Linked DNA regions of Pan troglodytes: region 2 is linked to region 1. The links are chromatin contacts, called in public HiChIP or PLAC-seq maps. All regions are on one chromosome and are shown on one strand. Each heading gives the region's core, a stretch centred on a gene start, on an enhancer-like site or on the middle of the called end of the contact. The rest is flanking DNA. Distances are from core to core; before and after follow the strand shown. Region 1 holds the start of MCM2 (minichromosome maintenance complex component 2). Region 2 holds the start of SEC61A1 (SEC61 translocon subunit alpha 1).

Region 1 (6,073 bases), core at 947-3,446:
ATGCTAAAGCTGGAAAGGCACAAAAGGAGCATCTCCACGAGGCTCCTGGGCATTCACACAATTCCGCTACTGACGTTATCTACCAGATCGCAGCTGGAAATGCAGAGTAAGGCAGGGGTAGAAATCTAGCCTTGCTTATGCGCAGAGCTTACTCCACTCTCCCAGCATTAAGTCTTGCTAACCTATTTATTTATTTATTTTTGAGACAGAGTTTCACTCTTTTCGCCCAGGCTGGAGTGCAGTGGTGTGATCTCAGCTCACTGCAACCTATGCCTCCTGGGTTGAAGTAATTCTCCTGCCTTAGCCTCCCAAGTAGCTGGGACTACAAGCACGCACCACCATGCACAGCTAATTTTTTGTATTTTTAGTAGAGACGGGGTTTCACCCTGTTGACCAGGCTGGTTTCAAACTCCTGACCTCAGGTGATCTGCCCACCTCGGCCTCCCAAAGTGCTGGGATTACAGGTGTGAGCCACCACATGTTTACTAATAAACAAGACCATTCCTAACAAAGGGCATGGTGCACATTAGGTACAATAAATGTTTGCTGATTGACTCTAAAACTTTATTTATCAGATCCCTCCTCCCCCATGCACCTTTCCTTTGAAAAGTTACTGGGAAACACTGGGCTTCCTGCTTCCTGTCTTTTTGAGTTGGAGTATTCCAGGTTAGAGACCCCTACATTCTCTGGGGTGCTTATGGAGTTGGGGCTTATCCTCAGCTTAGGGTCTAGTCTTTCCAAATTACATACAGTAAGTTAAAGAGACCTGTGTCATGGCTCTGTAAACCTGTCTCCTCAGAACCCTGGATCAAGCTGTGCTCAAAGGCAAGAATGCCATCGATTTATCTGCTCCCAGCTCCCAAAGCCAGGCCACCAGGCACACAATGGGCTCTCTGCAAAACTATCTGCTGAGTCCAGGGCCTTGAATGAAATTACCTTTCCATGCCATCTCCAATGAGCTCCTCTCCATCCTCTTCTTCCTCCAGGGGCCCCTCTGTGCCTAGGAGCCCCTCGGACTCATCCTCAAAGGGTGGAAGGTCACGGCCAGGGCTGGAGGTGAGGGCATCAGTACGCCGGGAGCTTCGGCCAGGGCTGGAGGTGAGAGGATCATTGCCTCGCCGACGCTGGGCCGGGCTGGATGCCATGGTGAAGGATTCCGATGATTCCTGCAAGAGAAGGTGCGGTTGTCAGAAACATAGGAAGCTGGTGAGGCATGATACAGCTTCCTTTTTACCCTCAGGGGCCTTCCCTTCTTTCTCTCCACCTGTGACTCTTGTCCTCCAACACACCAAACCCCTTCCAGCCTCAGATCTTTGCCCTTGCTGTTCTCTCACCTGGAATGCTCTCAGCTGAGCAATCTGAGTCAGTGGCTTCCAAACAAATAGAAGCCAGCTCAAATATCGGGGTCACCCACATCACCGTGCTTTCTCCATGAAAAACCACTGAGGTTATGTCATTTGCCTATTTACCTGTTTACTGTCTATTATCTCCCCTTAAGCACTAGACCTATTTCAGCACACACAGTGCGCAAGGTATTGTGATAGAGATGGCATAGAAGAGCCACCAAAACAAGAGGTCTGTAACTCAGATGTGGAACAGACAGTATACAAGACAAAGGCACAAGAAGGTAATACAAAAGTAAGTGTAGTGTTTGGAACAAGGATCATTGGGAAATTAAAAAAAAAAAAGTTTAAAGGAGTGTAGTGAAATGGGGGCCTGTCTTTTGTACGCTCAGCGCCACACAGATGGCGCCCAATAAGTATGTGTGGGGTGAATAAAGGACAGAGGCTGAACGGGCCGAGCTCGCCTTAGGGAGCCCAGGGCCCCAGGTCAGTGGTAGGTAGGCGAGTCGCCTCACGCAGGGTGCAGGCGAGAAAGTAGCTGCGCCCCAGAGCCTGGGGCCCAGCCTCACCCAGAGCGCCGCCCTGGGCCGGGGCCAGAGTACGGGAAGCGCGCAGCCTCCGCACCCATGTCCCCGGCGCCCGCCCGCCACGCGCCAGCGCGCTCACCGCCATAGCAGTACCACGATCCTCTCCGCCACTACAGCAACAACCAGGTTTCGCGCGAAAAGTGGTTCACGTGACCCACCAAAGCCCGGGAAGAGCCCTACGGAACGCGACGTCATGACGTCGGCGTCCACTGGCGACCAGCAGGGACACGGAGGGGCGGGCCAGAGGGTCCGGTCCCGCCCACAACGCCCGAGGCGCTCCGCCCAGAGCCCGGAGGTGTGCGGCCCGGCGCTGTGCGCGTGCGCTCGCCTGCGCTGTGGTGGGAGTTGGAGCGGAGGTAGAAGCTGAGGCTCCAGGGGACCCGACGACACTTGCTGGCTGCGTGACCTCGGTCACACCAGGGCCATTTTGCTGACAAGACAACAGAGGCCAGGCGCGGTGGCTCACGCCTGTAATCCCAGCACTTTGGGAAGCCGAGGTGGGCGGATCACAAGCTCAGGAGTTCGAGACCAGCCTGACTAACATGGTGAAACCCCGTCTTTACTAAAAATACAAAAATTAGTTGGGCATGGTGGCACGGGCCTGTAATCCCAGCTACTCGGGAGGCTGAGGCAGAAGAATCGCTTGAACCTGGGAGGTGGAGGTTGCGGTGAGCCGAGATCCCGCCACTGCACTCCAGCCTGGGTGACAGAGTGAGACTCCGTCTCAAAAAAAATAAAATAAAATAAAATAAAATAAAATAAAGACAACAGAGGTTCAGAGCCTTGTTTTCTGACGCTTCTTACCGTCTTAGGAGCACAATGGTTTAACTTCTCCCAAAGCTCAAAGGCTCAATGCTTCAAGCAGCTGGACAACTCTGGGATTTTGTAGGAGGTCACATCTGAGGCTTTAGTAGGAGTTATCTTTGCCCAGGGGAGCGAAGATGCAAGGAGGATGTTACAGATAGAAGGATGCCATGTGCAAAGCTGCAGAGGTCATGGCAGGGCCCGGATGTGCAAGCCCCTCCCTAAGAACTAACGCTAGGAGCTTATGATGCCGGGCAACAGACAAGACTTGAGGGAGAGAAAATCCGGATCAAAAAAGAGCTAGATGTTTTTCTAGAGAGTTTGACTATTCTGTATTCTGAAAGCAATGGAAGGCCATGGAAGCATTTTGAGCAGGGTGAGACGTGAACTAGTGTGGGTTTTAGAATCCCTCTGGCTGCTACCAGGTGGAAGTGGATTGAACGAGGTTGAAGGCAGCAAACGAGGAGGTTGCTGTGGTTCTTGTCTAGTTCCAGGCAGCCTTAGTGAACAGAGGCAGGGCTGAATCGCAACCCTCTTAGCCAGGCACTTTGTGCAGTGAACAAGCATCTCTGCCTGGGACCCAGGGTAGGGAGACAGGAGTGATGGAGAGAACTGGAAATACAAGATGTTTAGGAGGTGGAATCTTTTTTTTTTTTTTTTTTGAGACAGAGTCACTCTGTCACCCAGGCTGGAGTGCAGTGGTGCAACCTCAACTCACTGCAACCTCCACCTCCCAAGTTCAAGTGATTCTCGTGCCTTAGCCTCCCGAGTAGCTGGGATTAGAGATGCATGGCATTGTGCCTGGTTAATTTTTGTATTTTTAGTAGAGATGGGATTTCACCATTGTTAGCTAGGCTGGTCTCCAACTCCTGACAAGTGGATCCGCCTGCCTTGGCCTCCCAAAGTGCTAGGATTACAGGCGTGAGCCACCACGCCCGGCCAGGAAGTGGGGTCTATAGGTGTTGGTGATTGAGGACAGCAAAAGAGGCATGCAGGATGACACCAGGATCCTGGCTTAGCTAGGTGGATGATAGCTGAGATAGGAGCGCACAGGAAGACCAGCAATTTAAGGGGGAAGAAGATGAGTTTGTTTCTGGCTGTGCTGAATTTGGGCCGAGGGGACATATCCAGGAAGCTGTTGGATATCCATGTATGGGACTCGAGGGCATGTTTGGACTGAAGCTGTAGATTGCCTTGGGAGTGGTTGTATAATCCAGAGTGAGTGCAGGGAGATGAGAAGGTCTAAGCCTGGGACCTGGGAAACCCCAACAGTTAAGAGACACCAACAAAGGATGTGAAGGATGCACCTTGGATGCTAGGAGCTGCTGACAGGAAAGCTGAAGAGACTCTGCATGGGCTTGTGTTATCTATTGCTGCATAAAAAATTATCCTGGGATGGCCAGGCATGGTGGCTCACACCTGTAATCCCAGCACTTTGGGAGGCTGAGGCAGGTGAATCACCTGAGGTCAGGAGTTCAAGACCAGCCTGACCAACATGGAGAAACCCTGTCTCTATTAAAAATCCAAAATTAGCCAGGCGTGGTGGCGCATGCCTGTAATCCCAGCTACTCAGGAGGCTGAGGCAGGAGAATCACTTGAACACTGGAGGTGGAGGTTGCGGTGAGCCGAAATCGTGCCATTGCACTCCAGCCTGGGCAAAAAGAGCGAGACTCTATCTCAAAAAAAAAAAAAAAATTATCCTGGGATTTAGCACCTTGAAGCAATTAGCACCCACTACCTCGGTGTCTGTGGATCAGGGATCTGGGCACGATGCCACTGGGTGCCTCTTCTTCAAGGTCTTTCAAGGCTGCAGGCAAGGTATTGGCCAGGGCTGCTGTCTCCTCTGAAGGCTCATCTTCAGGAGGATCCCCTTCCAAGCTTCTTCACATGATAGGATTCAGGTCCTCATAGGCTGTTGGACTGAAGACTTAGTTTCCCACTGGCTCTTGGGTGGGGGCCTCTCTACAGAGCAGCTTACAACCTGGCAGCTGGTTTCTTTCAGAGCAAGCGAACAAGAGAGAGAGGCCATACAAGACAGATGCCATGTCTTGGAAGTGATATCCCATTACTTTTGCCATATTCTCTTAGCGAGAAGTGAGTCCTGAGGTCCGGCCCACACTGAAGGAGAGGAGATCCTAGCAGGGCTGGGGATTATCAGGAGCCCTCCCAAAGGCCACTGAAGAGAGCAGTCAAGATGGTGGATGGGGTCAGCTGGCTGCCCAGAGGTCATCTGATAAGGACTAGGAGCTGTTAGTGGCCCTGGCGATAGCAGATCTGGGCTGGCCGGTGTGTCTGGAGTCAGACACCACATTGAAGTGTGTTGACAGGTAGGATGCAGGGAAGTGAGAAGGGTGAATGTGAGTTACTAGTTGGAGGCTGGAGTGCTTTTATGTCACCCAAAGATGTATGGGTCAGAGAGGCATTCCCAGGTGTGGAATGGACTGTGAGAGCTGGGACAGGCACTGGAGTGGGATATGGCTTTTTCTCAGATGAGAGGTTCTTGGACATGTTTAAACACTGGTTGGGGGCAGGGTAGGAGAGACAGAAAGGTGGGTGGGGTGAGTAGGCAGCCTCTATTATGGCCCTGATGGCCCTTGCCTTCTGGTATTCACACCCTTGTGTGATCTCCTCCCAACAGCATAGGACAGATGTGGTTGGATGTTACTTTGGAGATTCAGTTACAAAAAGACTGCAGCTTTGCTCACTCTGAGAGAAGGCAGCATCCATGTCTTGAGGACACTCAGGCAGCCTGGGACAGGCTTCGGGAGTGAGGAGCTGGGACCCCAGCCAACAGTCATGCTGGACTTGCTCCAGGACACATCACCTTGGGGTTTGCTCTTCCCAGGTCAGTAGGCATCCAGTGCTGGGGCAGCTGCTTCAGGACATCGCTGAGGACAAGTCTCCTCCCCACTCTGGTTCCACCGCCTGTAGCCTGTGGCTTTCATCCTCAAGGGCTCCACGCGACCGCTGCACATCCAGGTACTACATCTGACCCATGTATTGAGCCAGCTCAGCTGTGATCAAGCGCAGCCTTTTTCCTCCGTAAGAACTGCCCATTGGCGTAGTTGTGAACTGAGGCAGAGGAGCTGCTGTGGCAGTGGTAGGTGATATGGATGTACAACGGATTGCTTACAGTCTCAGTGGATTGCTGCTAGGCCCACCCACCTGAATTTACATATTAGAGGGCCTGACAGAACCCAGTTCATGAGGGGCAGCTCTGGCCTCATGGTCACTTGATGTCCCCTAGTCATCTCTACCAGGGTCCAGTAGCCTGGCAGAGCTGCTTTGTAAATGGTGTCTAGTTCTCTACTATAGATGACCTGGTCTTGCTCCAGAACC
Region 2 (6,073 bases), core at 1,239-3,738, 450 kb before region 1:
GTACAGACGGAAGATTCTGAGGTTGAAATACCTTGTAAGAGACTGACAGTATTAAGTGAACAAAACTGTGTTCTTTAAAAACACTTCTAGGCAGGCACTGAGTCAGCATTCCTGGCCCTCTGGCCAGAACTGGAGTCACAATCCTCTAACTATACATGCAGGCAAAGTAGGACACAGCCATACGGCCACACAACAGTGGTGTGAATCAGTGTTCAGATACTCCATCCAAAGCTGGGGGCATTCACAGGACTCTTCTTCTCTTGAGAATGGTCCTCTTCCCACCTACCATCCCACCACACTAAGAAATTAGAAAGTGGCCAAGAGAAGGCAATGCCATTTCAGAGTAACCTGTCTGAAATGAATCTTGATGGGAAACAAAGAGCAGACAATTTTTTCAAGACTCCCTTTCTAATCACCAAGTCCTCTCTCCTGGTTACAATCAAATTTAACATCAAAACCCCAAAAGCTCTTAATCCAAGTCCTGTCTCCTCTGCTTCTTAGTAGCCCCTAAATCCATTCTTGCTCAGTACCACAGTTCATCCTCTGATGTGAAAAGCCTCTAAACCAACTCTAGTCCTCTCCTTTTCTTCCAAAGTGACATTCTCATGTCTGGCCCTTGTTATTCATCTCCTAATGTTCCCCACCTACAATTATGTTCTATCAATAGCAACTACATCTAATAACCTCCCATCCAAACATGCTACACTCTTGTCACCAATGCCTTTGCAAACTATATACTCCTTTTATTTGGAATTCCTTTCCATCCCTTCAAGGAGACTTCTATTTCTCCTTCAAAACCACCATAAGACATCATGTCTCCCAGAGTTAATCCCTTCTTGAGCCACTGCTATACCTTGCACATATTTCCCTTGTTCCGTCTACCACACTGAGTTACAAGGCCAAGGTCACATAGCTATTAAGGTGCTATGTAAAGGGTGGGACCTAGGCTTGCCTGCCTCCAGAGCCATGCCCCTTCGCTACACTGGAATTGAGGGGGTAAAGCTTTACAAATTCGTGCATTAAAAGCAGCACATGGGCATTTATATGAAACTATTTTACGTAAAAAAATGAAAGTGGATTCCAAGCACCCAAATGTCCATGTGAATGCTTTAACAACAGTTTGAAAAATAATGTGAGGACACAAACATTTTATTCCCCACTCTCTAACCTAGGAACCTAACGAAACTTTTTTTCGTTGACAGCTGTAGTTACACTGGCAACACTCACTCCACACAATTTCTGATTCAGCACAGCTCTAAATTTAATCTTTCCTTGTTTTAATACACCGTCTGTGAAAAGCAGCAGACTTCACAAAAGAATAGCCTTTATTCCCCCTATTGTGACAGCCTACATAAAAGGTACAAAATCATTTGTAAATACTAAAGTGACAGCCCTTCCCTTTAGCAGCTGGATACAAAGGGCATCTCCTGGGAAAAAAAACCAACCCGTGATCTGCTCCCGTTGGAGGTGAAAAAGGGAGGGTAACTCAATCTGCTATCCTAACTGAGGCCTTATTCATTCATGGCCCGGATCCATTTTTGGGACAGGGCAACCGGAGGCTTTGTTCTCGGAGCAACATCCACCAAAGATGCTCCAAATAAAGCACAGTGATTTCAGTGGAAATTTCCACACAACCAGGTCACCTTTCGACAGCTCTCCGGAATAACAGAGCACAACTACACTCCAAGGGAAGAGAAGGGAGAGTTTCCATTGCCGTGCTGAAGCCATTTTTAATCATACTGTAAACTTCCAGAGTCCAGACAGTTTCCTGAAACCTTCTTTGTTGGCGATTTGGGGTACTTACCTTCCTCTCTGGCTTCTGAATTTCCGGCAGGATGACACAGAAGGGCTTGATGACTTCCAGAAATTTGACTTTGATGGGAGAAACAAAACAGGAAGAGTTGGGACACAGAGAAGTAACCTTCCGCGCTACCCAGGGACGCCTTCTGCCCACGACGAGTGAGAGCAGGGGCCAGGGGAGCCGGCCGCACCCCGGAAGCGTGGGGATACTCGAGAAGGGCCGGGGGCACGGGCCGCGTTCTGCAGGGGGCCGGTCAGGGTTGGCCGGCGGGCGCCCGACCGCACGGGTGTGGGGAAGGGGGATCTGTTCCGTCCCGGCCTCAGTAGGGCTGCCCTGCAGGACTCACTTGCCATGGCGGCGGCTGCTCGGGCTCCGGGTCCCGCTTCAGCTCAGCTCCGCTCCGCGTGAGGCGACGCTGCCCGCGGCCCAGCGCGTTCCACCGCACAGCAGCTCCGCCGAGAGACACGTCAGTGCTAGCCCGGCGGCAAGCGGCACGGCGCGGCGCGGGGCGGGGCCGGGGCCGGGCCTCGGATCGCTTCCGCTTCCTGCCACGCGCGCCCGCCGGCCGCCGCGCTTCGCTGCGCCGCGCCGCTTCGCCGAGACCTCAAGCCCCGGCATGCAGCGGGGCTCCTGGGGCCTGTCGGGAAGGAGCCTGGCGCGCGGGGCCCGCCGGGACTGGGGGTGTGCGGCTGCGCAGACTTGGTAACGCGAGAGCGCGCGGGGAGGGAGTGTCACGCCTCCCGAGACTGGGGCGGTGCGGCCCCACGGAGAAACTGAGGCAGGCGCGAAGCGTCGAGTGCGCGCGTGGCCCTGCAGGCAGGCGGAGACCCTGGTGGCTCCCATACACGTAACAGCCCTCACTGCTCTTTGACGTTAGTGAATAGACCGTAAGCTCCCTGGAGCAGGGACCTTGTCCCAGCGTCTACCGCGGCGCCCGTCACCTAGTAGGTCTCCGTCATTACCTGCTGGGTAGGGCGCGGGCTGGTGGGGCTTACCGAGCACCCTCGCTGTCTGAGTCATTAAGCAAACCCGGAGGCTTGTCGTGGGTGTGGGTCCCCATCCATCTGAGAACGAATGGGATGAGTTTCTGGAGAGACTTGGCCGGAGAAGGGCCGGGGCAGCTCGGGAAGTAGTCTGCCTCACAGAAGAATTCAGGAAGGCCTCCTGGGAGAGTACCTTTGTGCCGAGCCTTGATAGATTCTGGCGAGAAGGAATGAGGGAACAGGTTGAGGAGACTGTTGTGGGCAAAGCATGGCGGTGTGATTGCCTAAGATCGGTGTGGGAAAGGGGGATAACGGGTAGGGCAAGTGATGCTGGGGCTGGGGGTTGGAATTTATTTTCAGGCATCTGTAGTCAGTAGGTATGATGTCATCTGAGAGAAACAGACTTAATGCTGTGAGCATTTAGCAGGGAGGAGGTGGGCACGCCTTGTGGGATCAGGCAAGGTTTCATGGAGCTGAACCTTGACCAGGACAGGTAGAAGTTGGGGGTACATATGTGGCAAGATGCTTTTTTGCTTTTAATTTAGGTGTCAACTATTTGGATTTTTCCATTCTCACCCATTTCTAGCAGATAATCAGGTTTTGTACATTCTTGGCTCAGAAAGTTGGACAGGACAGGAAGTCTTTTTTGGAATACAAACCCACTGGTGGAAAATTCAAAGGACTACTGGGAACAGGCAGGTAACTTCAGTGAAGTGGTCTAGGTGTGACATCACTTGATATCCATCCCCCACCAAAAAGGGGAAAAAGAAGACATTGACTCTTTATTCAGAGTCTGAAATGCAACCCATCTTCACTTCCAGGACCCACTGATGATCTCTTCTGGAGTTTTGCCCTGAAGCTAAAACTGGCAGCCCCTGGACTAAGTTCAGCATATAGACTAGATCCGATATTTAGCCATTATGCACCCTGCACCATATTGATGGTTAAAATGTTGAAATATTTCGAGGGTAAATAGTATAGTAATTACAATAAATATTACAATTAGTTAATAGAAATTTTAATATAAACTCATTGGTTTGTGCTAATAGTTGTAGGATGTCAGTACCATTGATAACAGGCCTCCTGTTGTTTCCACATTATGACACAATCTGGCCTGTGTCACTGCAGGGACTGCAGCCAAGTTACGTGTGTTAAATCACTAATTGCGTTAGGAGAATCACTAGTTTAAAATACTTTTATTGGACTGGGTGCAGTGGCTCACACCAGTAATCCCAGCACTTCGGGAGGCCAAGGCAAGAGGATCACTTGAGCCCAGGAGTTCAAGACCAGCCTGGGCAACATGGCAAAACCCTGTCTCTAGAAAAAAATACAGAAAAAAATTAGCTAGGCATGGTGGCGCATGCCTGTAGTCCCAGCTACTGGAAAGGCTGAGGTGGGAGGATCCCTTGAGCCTGGGAGGTCGAGGCTGCAGTGAGCTGAGATCTCACCACTGCACTTCAGCCTGGGTGACGACAGAGTGAGACTCTGTCTCAAAAAACAATAAAATACTTCTATTGTTAGCACATACATTAATTCTTCGGAAAATAGTAGGTATGCAGTGTTTTATATTTATACATTTAAGACTTTATTATAGGATATTAGAAACATCCACCTAGAATGAAAGAGACCACAAAAATCTGGATGAATTTTCAATACTTTTAAGTATGATAAATGTAAATCTTGATATCTGCAGAAGAATAAACAAGAAATTTGTAATAATAATGAATCCCCACCTGGAACTTCTTTTGATACTGTTTAAGAATCAGCACAAAATAAAATTTATAATTTATAAGATAAACTTTATTACATAAAATCTATAGTTTTGTAGTGAAAAAATAATTTTTTTCAACCAAAAATTTGACATTGCTAGTGACAGAAATGTTGGGTACTTAGTGCTCAGAAGTTCTATTGTTAAAAGATCAAAGTGTTAAACATATATTTCATCAGAATGCTCTTAAAGCTTGTGCAAGTGAAGAAAAATTGTGATTATCGATGAGAAAAGAACTTAAAAGAATATAATCAGTTTCATAAATTAAGTATTTGAAAACTTAGAACTCCCAAAAAGGTTATCAGAGTGAGGATAAAGCAATCAAAAAGATTTAGGGCCAAACTTGGTGGCTCATGAAATCCCAGCACTTTGGGAAGCCAAGGTGGGCAGATCACTTGAGGCCAGGAGTTCGAGACCAGCCTGGCCAACATGGTGAAATCTCGCCTCTACTAAAAATAAAAAATTAGCCGAGCATGGTGGTGCGTGCCTGTAATCCCAACTACTCAGGAGGCTGAGACATAAGAATGGCTAGAACCCTGGGGGATGGAGGTTGCAGTAAACCGAGATCTCATCACTGCCCTCCAGCCTGGGCAACAGAGCGAGACTCTGTCTCAAAAAAAAAAAAAAAAAAAAAAGATTTAGAAGGTACTGTCAGAATTTTTAGCACTACTATATAGTTAAGTATAATTGAGCATTTCACACACATTTACTAGAACTTCAAAAGGATTAATATTGATATGAACACGCCATTGTATTCTGGACCCACCTGTTAAAAACCAGATGTACCCAAATGAGAAAACAGCTTTTTGAAAAATATGTAAATCAAAGAGGTGTATTTAAAATCATCATCTAAGAAGCTTCATTTTTTTATGTGAATGTGTTTTAATAATTAAAATGCAAATTTAAAGGTTTTTGAATATAATGGTTTTTGTTGATCTTCTGACACTGGGAAACATTTAGTACACTGTATTGTCTTTATTATGAGTACACAAGAAAGAATTACATTTGAGATATAGTTCCATAAAGATGTAATTGGAATATTGTACCAAATAAGAAAATTGTCATTGGATTTTATACAAAAAATGCTAATGTAATTCTAGAGAGAGTATGGAGTTTCAGCCAAAAGTTTAGGAAAAATGTGGATGTTTTAATTTGGCACCAAATTATCAAATTTAATTTTGGATAAACCAATACAAGTCAGGGAACTCATGCTTTTCTTGATAAACTATATTTACTACCACACACCAAGTAGCAGAAATAACTACATTAAGTAATGCAAATTGAACCTTGATGGACAAGCCTGCAGTGCTAGATCTGCAAAAGCAATGTGGAAGTCAGTAAGTTCTGCATTCAAATGCTCTACCCCTGAGCTATACCCCCTGTTGTGGAAGTCAGTAAGTTCTGTATGTTCACTGTAATGGAAACAAATGCAGTGGCTGTTTGAAAAATATATTTTAAAGAGTTTGGGCCTTAATAAATGATATTTTAATGGAGATGTCAGTATTTAGAGTTTTTTTGTTT

The links. HiChIP or PLAC-seq counts read pairs in DNA pulled down with a chosen protein or histone mark.
Region 2: a contact with region 1 is called in an H3K4me3 HiChIP or PLAC-seq map of stem cell-derived excitatory neurons, with 3 times the contacts expected there. The contact joins the promoter of SEC61A1 here to the promoter of MCM2 in region 1. A contact is called at or near these places in 1 of 1 datasets of contacts at active chromatin or transcription factors (stem cell-derived excitatory neurons) and 1 of 1 other capture datasets (stem cell-derived neural stem cells).

Annotation. Positions count from the first base shown.
Region 1 is chr2:130,824,158-130,830,230 of NHGRI_mPanTro3-v2.0_pri, reverse strand. It overlaps MCM2 (minichromosome maintenance complex component 2), which reads right to left and starts at 2,196. Exons shown (of 16, transcript XM_516724.7): 1 at 2,010-2,196; 2 at 937-1,166. The coding sequence starts at 2,015. It overlaps LOC134809594 (a long non-coding RNA gene), which reads left to right and starts at 2,251. Exons shown (of 3, transcript XR_010155763.1): 1 at 2,251-2,427; 2 at 5,373-5,713.
Region 2 is chr2:131,278,280-131,284,352 of NHGRI_mPanTro3-v2.0_pri, reverse strand. SEC61A1 (SEC61 translocon subunit alpha 1) reads right to left here and starts at 2,488. Exons shown (of 12, transcript XM_003309982.7): 1 at 2,148-2,488; 2 at 1,805-1,872. The coding sequence starts at 2,154. LOC107970410 (a long non-coding RNA gene) reads left to right here and starts at 2,625. Exons shown (of 3, transcript XR_010155333.1): 1 at 2,625-2,745.